2 separate regions of the Canis lupus genome follow, and region 2 is linked to region 1. Evidence: chromatin contacts called from public Hi-C data. All regions are on one chromosome and are shown on one strand. Each heading gives the region's core, a stretch centred on a gene start, on an enhancer-like site or on the middle of the called end of the contact. The rest is flanking DNA. Distances are from core to core; before and after follow the strand shown.

Region 1 (5,876 bases), core at 1,371-3,870:
GGGTTGTTTTGTTCACGACTTCATCTCCAGTGCCTAGAACAATGCCTGGAACCTCTTAGGCACTCTGTGTTGAATGAATAAATAAATCTCTAAATTTGTTAGTTTCAGCAAGGTGTTGGGAGGAAAATGACCCATTGACCTAATTTACAATCATCTGTGAATGAGCAGGAGTCCCTTATCTCTCCTTAAGGTATTTGCATACTTAAAGGGAAAGCTTGTGAATTCAAGTACTTCTCATTGGGAGAAGTTCAATAGTGCAGCAAAGGGAGAGAAAACAGTTGAAGGTAAAAGGTAGTGGGGATGGGGGTGGGAGTAAAGACTTTAGTAGGCCAGAGCTGCCTAGAGGCTGAGGCTCCCTGCTCTTCAAGCCTCCTCAAACTTTGCACTAGTGCAACTTCTAAAAGCTTAGAGTCTTCTCCATCACTGACTGTCAGGACAGTGGTTGGGATAAGGAGGGAGAATAAATCAGGGAAGGGCAGTATAACTGTTTTGTTTCCACTTTGAGCTTTGGCTGCACTACTTCACCATTTCTCCTATTTCAAGAAGTGTCCTATCTTTCTAGTTAAATGACAAGGGCACAGGGAGATCTCCTCATAGTCACTTAATACTATTTGTTCCTTAAAGGTTAACTAATATACTTTCCTTATACGCAGATGTCTTTTTATTTTTTACTTTTTGGCTTATAATTAGCTTTTTTATTTTTTTATTTTTATAATTAGCTTTGAAACGTATTTACATCTGACAGAGAGCTGGGTATACCGTAAAAGATAAGAAGTAGTTCCTTTTATGTTACTTTTATGTCCTCTGATATAGCAAGGTCCTAGTGGTTTCTTTGTAGACATTGTATCCTGTCTTTAACCTCTCTCTCTCCCACACACATACACTAAAGCACCCCCCACATGCTTTCATTAACAGATATAAACTTAATGGAAATGTAAATCTAACCTCAGAATTCTGATTCTTGGTTTATGACATGGGGCTATAAAACAGGGAGAAGTTGATTTTAGTGTTTGCCAATTTCTTAATGTCAGAATTTTCTGTAGGGTCCATCTTCTTTATGCTGTGTATCTGTAAATCCCTTGGGTGAAACATTTACCTCTTTTCATACAGCACTCAAATGACAAAAGAAAGCCAAAAGCAATGCATTCTGATAAATGACAGTATAATGTCACAAATCTTTAGAAAAGTATTACTAATATTAGAAAAATAAATGTTTTAGTGGTTAGGTCTAATCAACATTATCGAACAGTTCTAGTTGTTATGCGGCAAAAATGGTTCTGATGAATCTTTTGTTCAAATAGGAATATTGTGATTTCTCTTGGCACCACAGGTGGTGAGGAGAAAGTATATTTTGCATAGTTTTGCAGTTTTCTCAAGTTTATTTTGAAGTCTAGCAAGTCGCTTTACTCTGTGCCTATCTTGGGTTGATACAGGTTTCTTCCTTGACTTAACAATACATGCAGTATTTAACCTAATAACATCATCTTAGAGCGCACAGTTGTTGACAGTTTAAAAGAACCATAATTGCTCAGTAAGTTGCACACAGAGAGTGCTTGGTAAATGCTTGTAGGTCTGTCTCCTAGAAGGAAAATCAGTAAAGGAAACATTTCTCCAGATTCCCTATTGCTTTTGCACCGGGAGGAGAACCAGAAGAGGAGGTGTGGACACGAAGGGCCAGGAGATCATCTGAAAGTGCCATTTTTGCCAAAGAATGATTAAAGCATTCTAGTCCCGACACGTGTAATAATGGGCACACAACCTATTTCTTTGTCTCACCACGACTGCCCCCCCCCCCCCCCCCCGTCTTTGGCACGGCGACACAGTCAGCAGAATCCACGCCATCTAGGTCAAACTTTCTGATCCAGCCGCGCACCCGGCCGTCCCGTCAACGAGGAGGCAGGAAGAGCAATGTCGGGGAGGCGGGACGGACCCGGTCGAATCGGTAGGTGTCCATCTGGATAGTCTCATGCGGGAAGATCACTCCAGGTGGAAGCATGGTCGCAGGAGGGGCGCCCGCCGCCGTCGGGCCGCCGCCGTCCCGGAGCCCCGCGGCCCGCGCCCCGCGGCCCGCGCCCCTGCCTGCCCCTGCCTGCCCCGGGGCGGCGCACCCGGGCTCCGGGAAGCTGCCGCGCGGGGAAACGTGGCACCGTCGGCGGCCCGCGCCCGGGGCGCTGCTTGCTGCGCGGCGGCCGGGCGCTCGGAGGGGCCCCGCCAGGGAGGCTGCGCGGCGGCCGCGCACCGGCCCGCGGGGGAGCACCGCCCGCAGCGCCGGCGCCCGCCCGGGGACGGGAAGTGGCGCCCGGCCCGCCCTCCGCGCCCGCGCCCCGCAGCCCCGCGCCGCCCCTTTTCCCTCGGCCTCTCCCTCGGCCTCCGCCACCCCGGGCCGAATTCTTGCATAAATTATGCCAGGCGCGCCTGACGTCAGGTGGCGGCGCGCGGGCGCGGGCGGGGGCGCGGGCGGGGGCGCGGGCGGGGGCGCGGGCGCGGGCGCGGCGCGGAGGGAGCCGGCGGCGGGCGCGCGCGGCCCCGCGGCCTCGGGCACGCGCGGCTGCCGGGCGCGCGCAGGCGCTGGCGTGCTGGGGCCGCGGCGGCGGCGGCGGCGGCGGCGGCGGCAGCGGTGGCGGCGGCGGCGGCGGCGGCGGCGGCGGCGCGGGGGCTGAGCCGCGGTAGTGCGGACGCGCTCGTGCTCGGGAACTATCGGATTAAACTTGAATCGAGTGGAATTACACAAAGGAGCGCCGCTGAGGAGGCGGCCCGGGGACCCGGAGACCCTGAAACTCGCCAGAGCCCCGTCCGCGCCGGCCAACTCCGCGCCCGTGGATGAGCCCCCCGGCCGCGGCCGCCGAGCCAACTCCGGAGCCCGTCCTGCGTTGTGCTGTGCCCTCGGCGCGGGGCAGCGGAGGAGCCTCCCGACCGACCCGGTGAGCGCGAGAGTTCGCCGGGCGCCTCCGGGAGGGGCGGCGGCAGGAAATCGCTCCGGGCCGGGGCCGGGGCCGGGGCCGGGGCCGGGGCCGCGCGAGGAGTTGGGAGCGAGGAGTTGGGCGTGTGCGGGGCGCGGGGCGCGGGCGGGGGCCGGGGGCCGGGTGGGCGCAGGAGCGCAGCGCCGCCCGGGCCGTGTCGCCGCCGCCGCCGCCCCCGCCTCCACCGCCGCCCGCGGGCCCCGAACCCGCGCCCCGAGCGCCGCCCGCGCCCCAACTTTTGCCTGCGTCCGCGGGGCCGGCGGCGGCGGGGGCGCGCGGTCCGGCCGAGGGTCACTTCCTCGCATGTAAATGGCTTTTTGTTGTGCTGCCGGCGTGGGGGGGGACGGGGACGGGGACGGGGACGGGGACGGGGACGGGGACAGGAGGGAGCGTGTCTGCGCGCGGGGGAGCGCGAGCGCGTTTCCTCCCGCCGGCGCCGAGCACGAGTTGCCGGCTCCGATCGAAAGAAAAAGGAAGGAGGAAAAGTTGGGCTCCAACTCAAGTGCGAGTGGGCGATGGGCGCGCGGGCGCGGGGCGGCTGAGCGGCGGCGGCGGCGGCGGCGGCTCGGGGACGGCGGCGACCCCCGCCCCCGCCCCCGCCCCCGCCCCCGCCCCGGACCGACCACGCCGCGCTCGCCGGGAGCGGCGGCCGCACCGGCGCGAACAAAGTGCGTCCCTCCCGGCGCGGCGCGGACGGCGGCCGGGCGAGGTGGGCCGGCGGCGGGGAAAGTGCGCGGGGGCCGCCGCGTGGGGCGGGGGCGGGGGCGGGGGCGGGGGCGGGGGCGGCGCGAGCACGCGGCGCGGGGGGCGGCCGACCCCGCCGGACCCCGACCCGCGCCGGCCGCTCGGGGAGTTGCGAGCCCGGAGCCGGGGGCCCCCGGGGCTCCCCGGCGGCTCCCAAGTGCGCGAGGAGGAGAAGAAAGGGAGCGGGGCCGGGGCGAGCGCGGGGAGGCGCGGCGAGGAGGGGACCCCACCTTGCCGAGCTGGCCGGGCCGGCGGCGGCGGCGGCGGCGGCGGCGGCGGCGGCGGCTGCATAATAGCGACTTTAAGCCCCCGAGGCCGCTCGGCTCCCCGCCCCGGGCCGGGCCCCGCCGGGGGGTCAGCGCCGGGGGGGTCTCCTGGTGGCCCCCGAGGCGGCCCGGGTGCGCTGTGCCCCCGCAGGGATCCGCGGCTCGGAGCGCGAACGGCCGAGGTGGCTGGAGGCCAGGCGGTCAGCGGGGAGAGGAAGGAGGGCGGCGGGGGACGCGCTGTTTGTTTGGTTCGCACCGGGGACTGGGCTCGCCGGGGGCGCGGGGCGCGGGGGCGCGGGGGCGCGGGGGCGCGGGCACCGGGGGGCTGCGGTGCGGGGCGGCCGCGTCCGCGCGGGGCGAGCGCAGCCGGGGGGTGGGGGGGGGGGTGGGGCGGGGAGGGCGGCGGATCCCGGGCGGGGTGGGGGGTGGGGGGGTCGGGAGGCTCCGGGGAAGGAGCCGCCGGCCCCGAGCAGCCATCATTACCGAGCCGCCTTTCTCCGGATGGCCGTGCCTCGAGGAGCCCCGCGCCGTGGGAGCGCACCCCAAGTCCCGGCCGGCCGCCCGCTTTGTGAGCGCCCCCGTGGAGCGGGCGGCGCGGGGACTGCTCCTGCGGGGGGTCGGACGGTTTTCCCGGAGGTCACTTTTAGAGACTGTTCACGCCTCGGTTTTAAACTAGTTTTTCCCCCCTCTTCTGAACAGACAATGGACAAAAGAAAAGTAGCAACCCACATGGAGAGTTTCCTTTTGAATTGCTAGAATTAGATACACTATCCAGCTCTCCACTCGCTAAGTAGACTTTTTAGTTTCCCATTGTATATTATCTAGCAATCGATTTAAATAACTTATCTTGAAATACGTCCATCCTCTGGGCTCCATTTCTGGGGCATGTTGACTATTTTAATTTGAAGGATTTACGTGAAGGCCCTGATTTTTATTTTCTAAAAATATTAACTGAAGCCGTCTTTGCGGTGGGCAGTACCTTTCAAAGAGGTTGAGTGTATGTCGTCCCCCCCCCCCATTCTCTCCCAATAACGAGAAGGGGGAGTACTCACTGTACGTAATAATCAAATAGGAAAAAAAAAAATAGTTCTCTTTATTTCCTCACAGACCCATTCTAACGATGACAAACAAATCTTAGTGACTACGACCTTAACAGCATGGGAACCTAATTTATCCTAGTTGTAATTCTATTTAGATTGTAGTAATGTGTGAGTACTAGGTGATTCTTATTTCAGGAATAACTTGAGCAGCGATTTTATGAAGTTGAATCCGTCTCCCAGCCCCCAGAGTACATCTGTCGCGGAGTGTTTTTGTCTCGCTGTTGCACAACAGAAGCCCTCCAGTCTTTACCCTAAAATGGCAGCTTTCATTTGACTGGGGCCCATTCATTGACAATGATAATAAAGAGGCTGAAAGCTAGATGCTTGGGGCACGGAGCAGTACTCGGTTTGCCTTTCTAGGTGATAATAAGTAGGAGACATTTTATGTCTTCCAGATTTGCTCACGAAAAGTTTATTTTCGCTGGAAAAAGATCTGTACTGTAGAAAAAAGTTACAAAGTAAACAGAATTTGGAAATGGAAACGGATAGGGACTTGCAGTCGGTTTTAGGAACCAAATTTTCTTATTTTGCCACACAGTGGGAGTATGGCGTTCTCCCCTCTCTGATGACCTGATAAAAGGAAGATTATGGATTTTTGTGAGGCTTGTAACAGGTGAATTTCCTCACCATGACTTGACACTTAAGAATTATTTCCCAGCACTATGTATTTTATAATTTATATCCTCTTGATACGTTCTTTTCTTTTTCTTTTTCTTTTTTTTTTTTTTTTTTTTCTGCTTTCTGGGCAAGCCAGTAAGTTGAAGCCTGAGGAATTCTATTCTAGGTTTCTAAAGATTCAAATGCAT
Region 2 (5,876 bases), core at 2,338-4,837, 120 kb after region 1:
ACGCCTCAAGGTTGATTTTTCCCAGTGTGATGAGAATCTTCACTAACTTACCCCATCTGAAGTGTCTGTCCGAGAACTCCCTCCCAGTGTCCAGACCTTTACTAACCATTTTCTCATCACATGTGGTTTCTTTTTAAACTGCGTTTCTTTTGAGGACTTAGATCCGTAGGCTGATGCTGATCAATGTTTAACTGCATTCTGTTTTGCAATAAATCAGGGCAGCTAGCTAGATATCTAGTAAGTTCTGGCCCTTGGCCTGTTTCAAAGCTTGTACTCATTCTCACCAAAAAAAAAAAAAAAGAAAGAAAGAAAAATTGTTATCTCTGTGCCATGTCTTCAGTGGAATGAGTTCATGCCACCCCATTTTAGGTACTTCCACTTAGGCCTTCATTGCAGACTCTTAACGGTCAGAAGCTGAATATGAACCCTTCAGGGTATGGAATGTCCTTAGCACTTCCCTCCATATAACATGTATTCTCCAAATACAGAGTTTGTGTTCCTGGGTTCTCATGAAGATGGCCTGTGCTTTGATCACACAGGGGACAATTAAAGCACATTAGAGCCTGGTCTAGCAGTGGTGACTTAAATGTCACTAAGCTATGGACGCTGAGCTCATCCAGCTGTCCACCAGTGTGACCATGCTCTCATGATAAAATGTGAAATGAAAATAGAGCTGGTGGAGGGACAGTGCCCTTCAAACTGCTAGCACCCTCCCCAGAATAATGTGCTGCTTCCAGGGTTGGAAGGGCTTCAGGAGTGGGTGGCTCTGTATCTCGGTCTTACCAGCAGCGATGGGAGATAAGTCTGAGGAAATGAAAGAACTTGGTGAAGAGGGAGGGGAAGTATATAGATGTACTGGTTTTGAAAACTTGTGAAGTCTCACTCTATTTTGGTAGCATGTTAGTCCCATTTTACTGAGCTTCATAGCTCTTTCATCATAAAGATAGAATCTGTGGGGTTTTCTGAAAGGAGTTAATGAGAAAAGCACTTTAGAATAGCGCCTGGCATATCATAAGGGCTGTGTGTGTGTGTGTTGTTGTTGTTATTGTTGTTGTTGCTGCTACTTGCGCTCTTTAGTTAAATCGATCTGCTAAAGTTGATAAGGAACATACCTGACCAGGCACTAGGAAAGCAAAGATAAATAGGACACACTCTTCCTCTTTCTGAGTGTAAGGGAGATTTGGAGAAAGACAGTCACACATGCACTCATGTGTACACACACACACGGCTTTGGTCTTGGTTCATTGCAGTGAACCACCATTACTACCACCATATTCTGTGTATTTTAAATATCCCTTGTATGGGGTACACCTTATGACATGTAGGTGGAGTCATCTAGTCTGTTTTGACCAGAAAAGGCTTCCCTGAATGAGATGGCCTGGTCGAGTCTTGCACAGCAGTAATGGAGTTGGGAGGGGAGTGGACGTGGAAGAGATAGGTGTACCCCTTAGGGAGTAGTTCTTTGTGTCTGCAGCATAAAGGGTGGGTGGGGGGTTTGGGGTGTGAGGTAAGTAGAAAAATAATATGGTTGCCAGTTGCAAAAATTGCAGAAGGCCTTATATTGCCAATGCAGACTCCGATGTTATTACATATGGAATTGGACTTGAAGCAGAATGATGCAATCAGGTTTACATTTTTGCTGGTCACTGTGGTGATGTACGGAGGGTGGGTTTGGTTTTGTTTTTGTTTTGGTGGCAGTGCCATGTCCCTGAACTAAGAAGTGTGGGAGGCAGAGCAGGTTTGGGAGAAGAGTGGGAGCAGATATGATTTCTCCAGGATGGAGACCATTTAGGGCCAGAAGGTGAAAGCATTCCCTGCCCACCCCTGGTCTTTCTTGTGATCCCCACTGGTAGGCCAGTGTCGGCTACTCCCGTGAGTGGCTGTCCTGTTAGCTGTTTGAGGGTCTGTCTCTCTGCTAAGCTACTCAGTGGCCTCATTCTCAACATTGTAATGTCAGCTTAAGGGACGTTTCTTATTCGTAATGTTTTCTTACCCCCAATGGGAAGAGCTGCACTGTTTGTGCCTTCCAGCTTTCCAAATTACAGTTTGGGAGAGGAATGTATGGCTGTGTTTTGGCTCTGACATTATAAAAGGTGAGCTTTGAACCTTAGAGGTTTGGAGGTAGACTGTGTGCCTTTCCCCCGGCAGTCTGGTGGTAGGTCCCCCTACCTGTGGGTCCTGCGGGTGACGAGGCGGTGGGGAGGCAGTTGTGACAGGCAAGGTGTCAGATGATACCTGCCTGAACTAGAACACTGGTCATGGGCATGGAGAGGAGCGGCATTGGAGACCGTCTGCTGCTTTGTTCTTCCAACTTGTGTTGAGGACTGTGGATAAAGGGCTTTCCTTCTCCTTGTGTTGCTTGGGGATTCTGTCTCCGAGTCTGCAGTTGATTTGGCCCGAGTGGGTCTGAACCAAGCCAGAGGTTTGGTTCCCAGACGTTCCAGAATGCCTTCTAGATGTGTGTGCATCCTGGCCATTTGTGTCAGACGTTGCCAAAGTCTTCATCCACTATCTAATTTAAACCTCCTAACAAATCTTGGAGGAAGATAGAATTACCTCATTTTACAGATGAGGAGTGGAGGCTCAGGGAAATGGTGTGGCTTGTCCAGGGTCCCACACAGATAAGGTTCTGAGTGACAGCGTCAGAACTTGAACTAAGGTGTGTCTGACCCATATCAGTGCTCTAACCCACCATCCTATATTATACCTCATTTGTTAAAAGAAAAATCCTGACTTTGGCTTTTTTGGGACAGAGTGGTTTTAATATAACACATAGTTGAAAATCCAAATGAGATTACTGCAAACCAGTAATGAAGGCAATTTAGTGATTAAAGTAACTTTATCTTGTCCTTGATTGTTATGTCTTTGGGTGGACACTGAGGATTTTGTAGCTTTTCTGACTTCTTGGCATGTTTTTGATTTGTATATTGATGTCCTGAGAAGATGTCAGCATGGAAATGCTTAGCTGTCTCTGAGCAACGTTAATAGTGCAAGGTCTAATGAGTTTAGAAATCTTTCAGTAATCAGATCTGGGATGAGTGCTTCCCTTGGCTACAGGCTTTCCGCCCCCCCCCCCCCCCCACCACCTCCCTAAGCATTTGGAGAGGTCTTGTCTGACTTTAGCAGCCTTGGAGGTTCCACATAGTTCATTCATGGGAAGGGCAGATGGAAAATCATTAGCACTTCTCTCCTTCAGCAAATTGATATTTCATCAAACCTGGGCTCTGGTGGCTTTAAGACAGTAAGCCTTTTTACTCCTATAGGATAGTTCACACAGGGTGCAGTAACCCCACTAAATTAAATTGTGTACTTCGCTCTGGTGCAGAGAGGTCACCGTGAAAAGCAGTGGCTGCCGACTTACTTTACCTGGCAGTGGTTCAACTCTGTGACAGGCCTACCTCTGATTTAAACAAATTTGAGAAATATGTAAAGTTTTGGAAGCAGTTTTGCACTGATTTGATAAAAGAAACCACAAAACACTGCAGCGCAGGTGTTGAGAATGTTTGAAAGCTGATTGAGGGAAGCAGATGGCTTTAGTCAGTGGCATCCAGCCAAAAGAGCAGGTGCTGGTCATGTGACCGCTGGTTACCAGGGTAATCTGATTGCTCTTGGCGTGCAGATGAAAGGAAAGGGGCCCAGCGTTCAGCTGTAGTATTGTATAATTTGTGGCAGTTAGAGCGGAAATAAATGCTGGAAATGGAGCCTCATAGTAGGGGAGACTTCTGTCCATGTGTAGCGTAAACACTAGGACAGTTGGATGAGGAACTGTTGTATGGATTTTTTTTTTTTAATTTTAAAAAATATTATTCTTTCCGTGGATCTTTTGGGGACTTAAAGTTTTTAGGACAGCACCTTTTTAAAAAAAATTTAAATAAAAAGAACTCTTTAAACCTAACTGCCGTTGACTATAATCTTGAATTCTTTGTAAGTTACTTCCTTATGTGGCTATTTACTATGCTAAAGTGTTCACAAAATAAAAACAGGAGCTGAGTATTTAGAAATAACTAGTTTAGGATTACCAAATATTTTATTTACTCATGACAAAAATACATTTTAGGCATGTGTGGATACTTTATTATACTAACATAATTTTGAAATGTTTTACATGATGTGCTTTATTTAAATAAAAGCATAGAGATGTCTTGGCGTCTTTTGTAGTAGCTGAGGCTGAAGAAAATGCTGTTTTCTGTCAGCATACTTTTCTGGAATTTATAAACTTCAATAAATAAACTTTTTAAAGGTTTTTGAAATACATCTTGTTTTCAAATATATTGGAATTTTAGGCTTTCTAGAAATAGTAAATGTAAATCATTAACGAGGTTAGATTAATCGTTGGATAACATGATAATATTAGGAAATGTTGGAGCTGGTTTGGAAATTGGAATGGAAGTTAGCACTAAATGTACATTTTAAAAGAACATCAAATAAATGTCCTAAAGGTGATGGTAAACTTAAATTAAAAAATTTTTTTTCATAGAGTTCATTCATGCCTTTTGACTTATGTAACATTCAAATCCTATTAACGTTTGACAGAAACATTCTATGGAACATGCACTTTAATTATTGGGGTTGCTTTGCTATATTTTTGTATTTCAGAGACCTAGCTTTTGAAAGAGAGGCTATTGTGACTATGTCAAAAAAAAAAAAAATGCCTAGCACCAAAATAAAGCTTATGTTAAATTAAGAAGACAGCATTAAGTAAAATTATATAGAACAGGAAATTGCCATATATTTTGTTATATTTTAAAAGGCTTCATTGGATAATAATGTAGCTGGATGACATAATAGAGGACACCTAGTAGTGTTAGTTATAAAAAGGACTTAAATAGGAGTATTTAAAGCTGCAAGAGACACAAAGAAATGATCATTATAGTCTAGTTTCCCTTGACATTAAAATTAAAAAAAAAAAAAAAAGAACCCATAACATTCTGCACCTTAAAAACTTGATAATAAAACTGCTTCTTAATCTGATTTTTCATTATGGCTTGGTGTGTTGGCAGGGATTTTGCATTGTCTAGATGAGGAAATGTACTCCGTGTGGTGTTAGGAGTTTTTGCATGAAATTTCTTTTTAATTAGGTCAGATATTTGCCAAAGGTCATCAGTATGGGGTTTGGCTATAAAAACTTAATTGAGAGTGCCATTTAACTATAAACGGCCAACATGCATCGATTTATCAGTTGTCATTGATACTTTCGGGATATTAATGTGGGAAATATAAGGCATGGGGCATGTGGAAAACCTCATTAAAAAGTGAACACTAAGTGATCCACTTTGAATTCTAGTAATAAGAAACCTGATTCAGAAGCAAGTGCTTTGAAGAAAAAGGTCAACAAGGGAAAAACAGAAGGTTCTGAAAATTCAGACTTAGACAAAACGCCCCCACCATCTCCTCCTCCTGAAGAAGATGAGGACCCAGGTGTTCAGGTAATACCATTATTCTGATCCCGAGCCTTGGTTATTTAGCATGGGTAACTTTAGCCGCATATCAAGTACACTAGACCTCCCCTGTCTTTGTTATAGAGCTGCTTTAAAGGTGGCTTTATTGTTGTCTGGAACATTATATCCACAATGGTGAGAGCTGGGGGCTGACACGAAGTTAAACCCCTGACTTCTTGGTTTTGTCATCTTTGACCTCACAATAAATAAAACTGAGAATCTTCATTTATTTCTGTAAATGTATCCTTCGATGTTGATATATGTATGTATATATTTGTGTTAACATGTTGTTGATGTATTGGTTCATTTAAAGCTGCTTTCATATTTCTGATTTTCTCTGGAGTTTGGTTGCTTGTCAGTTCTTTTATTTTACAGAATAAAAAAAACCAACATGTAATCTGTAGCTAATCTTAAGGTTTCTGACATCTGATGGCCAGA

What was found. A called contact is a pair of places that touch in the nucleus more often than the background predicts.
Region 2: a contact with region 1 is called in a Hi-C map of blood, with 1.6 times the contacts expected there. The contact joins the enhancer-like site here to the promoter of CHD7 in region 1. A contact is called at or near these places in 2 of 9 Hi-C or Micro-C datasets (amygdala and blood).

Annotation. Positions count from the first base shown.
Region 1 is chr29:11,584,344-11,590,219 of UU_Cfam_GSD_1.0, forward strand. It overlaps CHD7 (chromodomain-helicase-DNA-binding protein 7), which reads left to right and starts at 2,621. Exons shown (of 38, transcript XM_038579376.1): 1 at 2,621-2,921.
Region 2 is chr29:11,702,309-11,708,184 of UU_Cfam_GSD_1.0, forward strand. It overlaps CHD7 (chromodomain-helicase-DNA-binding protein 7), which reads left to right. Exons shown (of 38, transcript XM_038579376.1): 4 at 5,285-5,426. Among named protein-coding and RNA genes, the nearest start is that of CHD7, 120 kb to the left of the region's middle. Within about 2 kb of position 3,588, at least 6 of the 20 cell types and tissues checked have an H3K27ac peak or open chromatin away from gene starts, as enhancers often do. A contact at or near this core is called in blood, where this site is marked.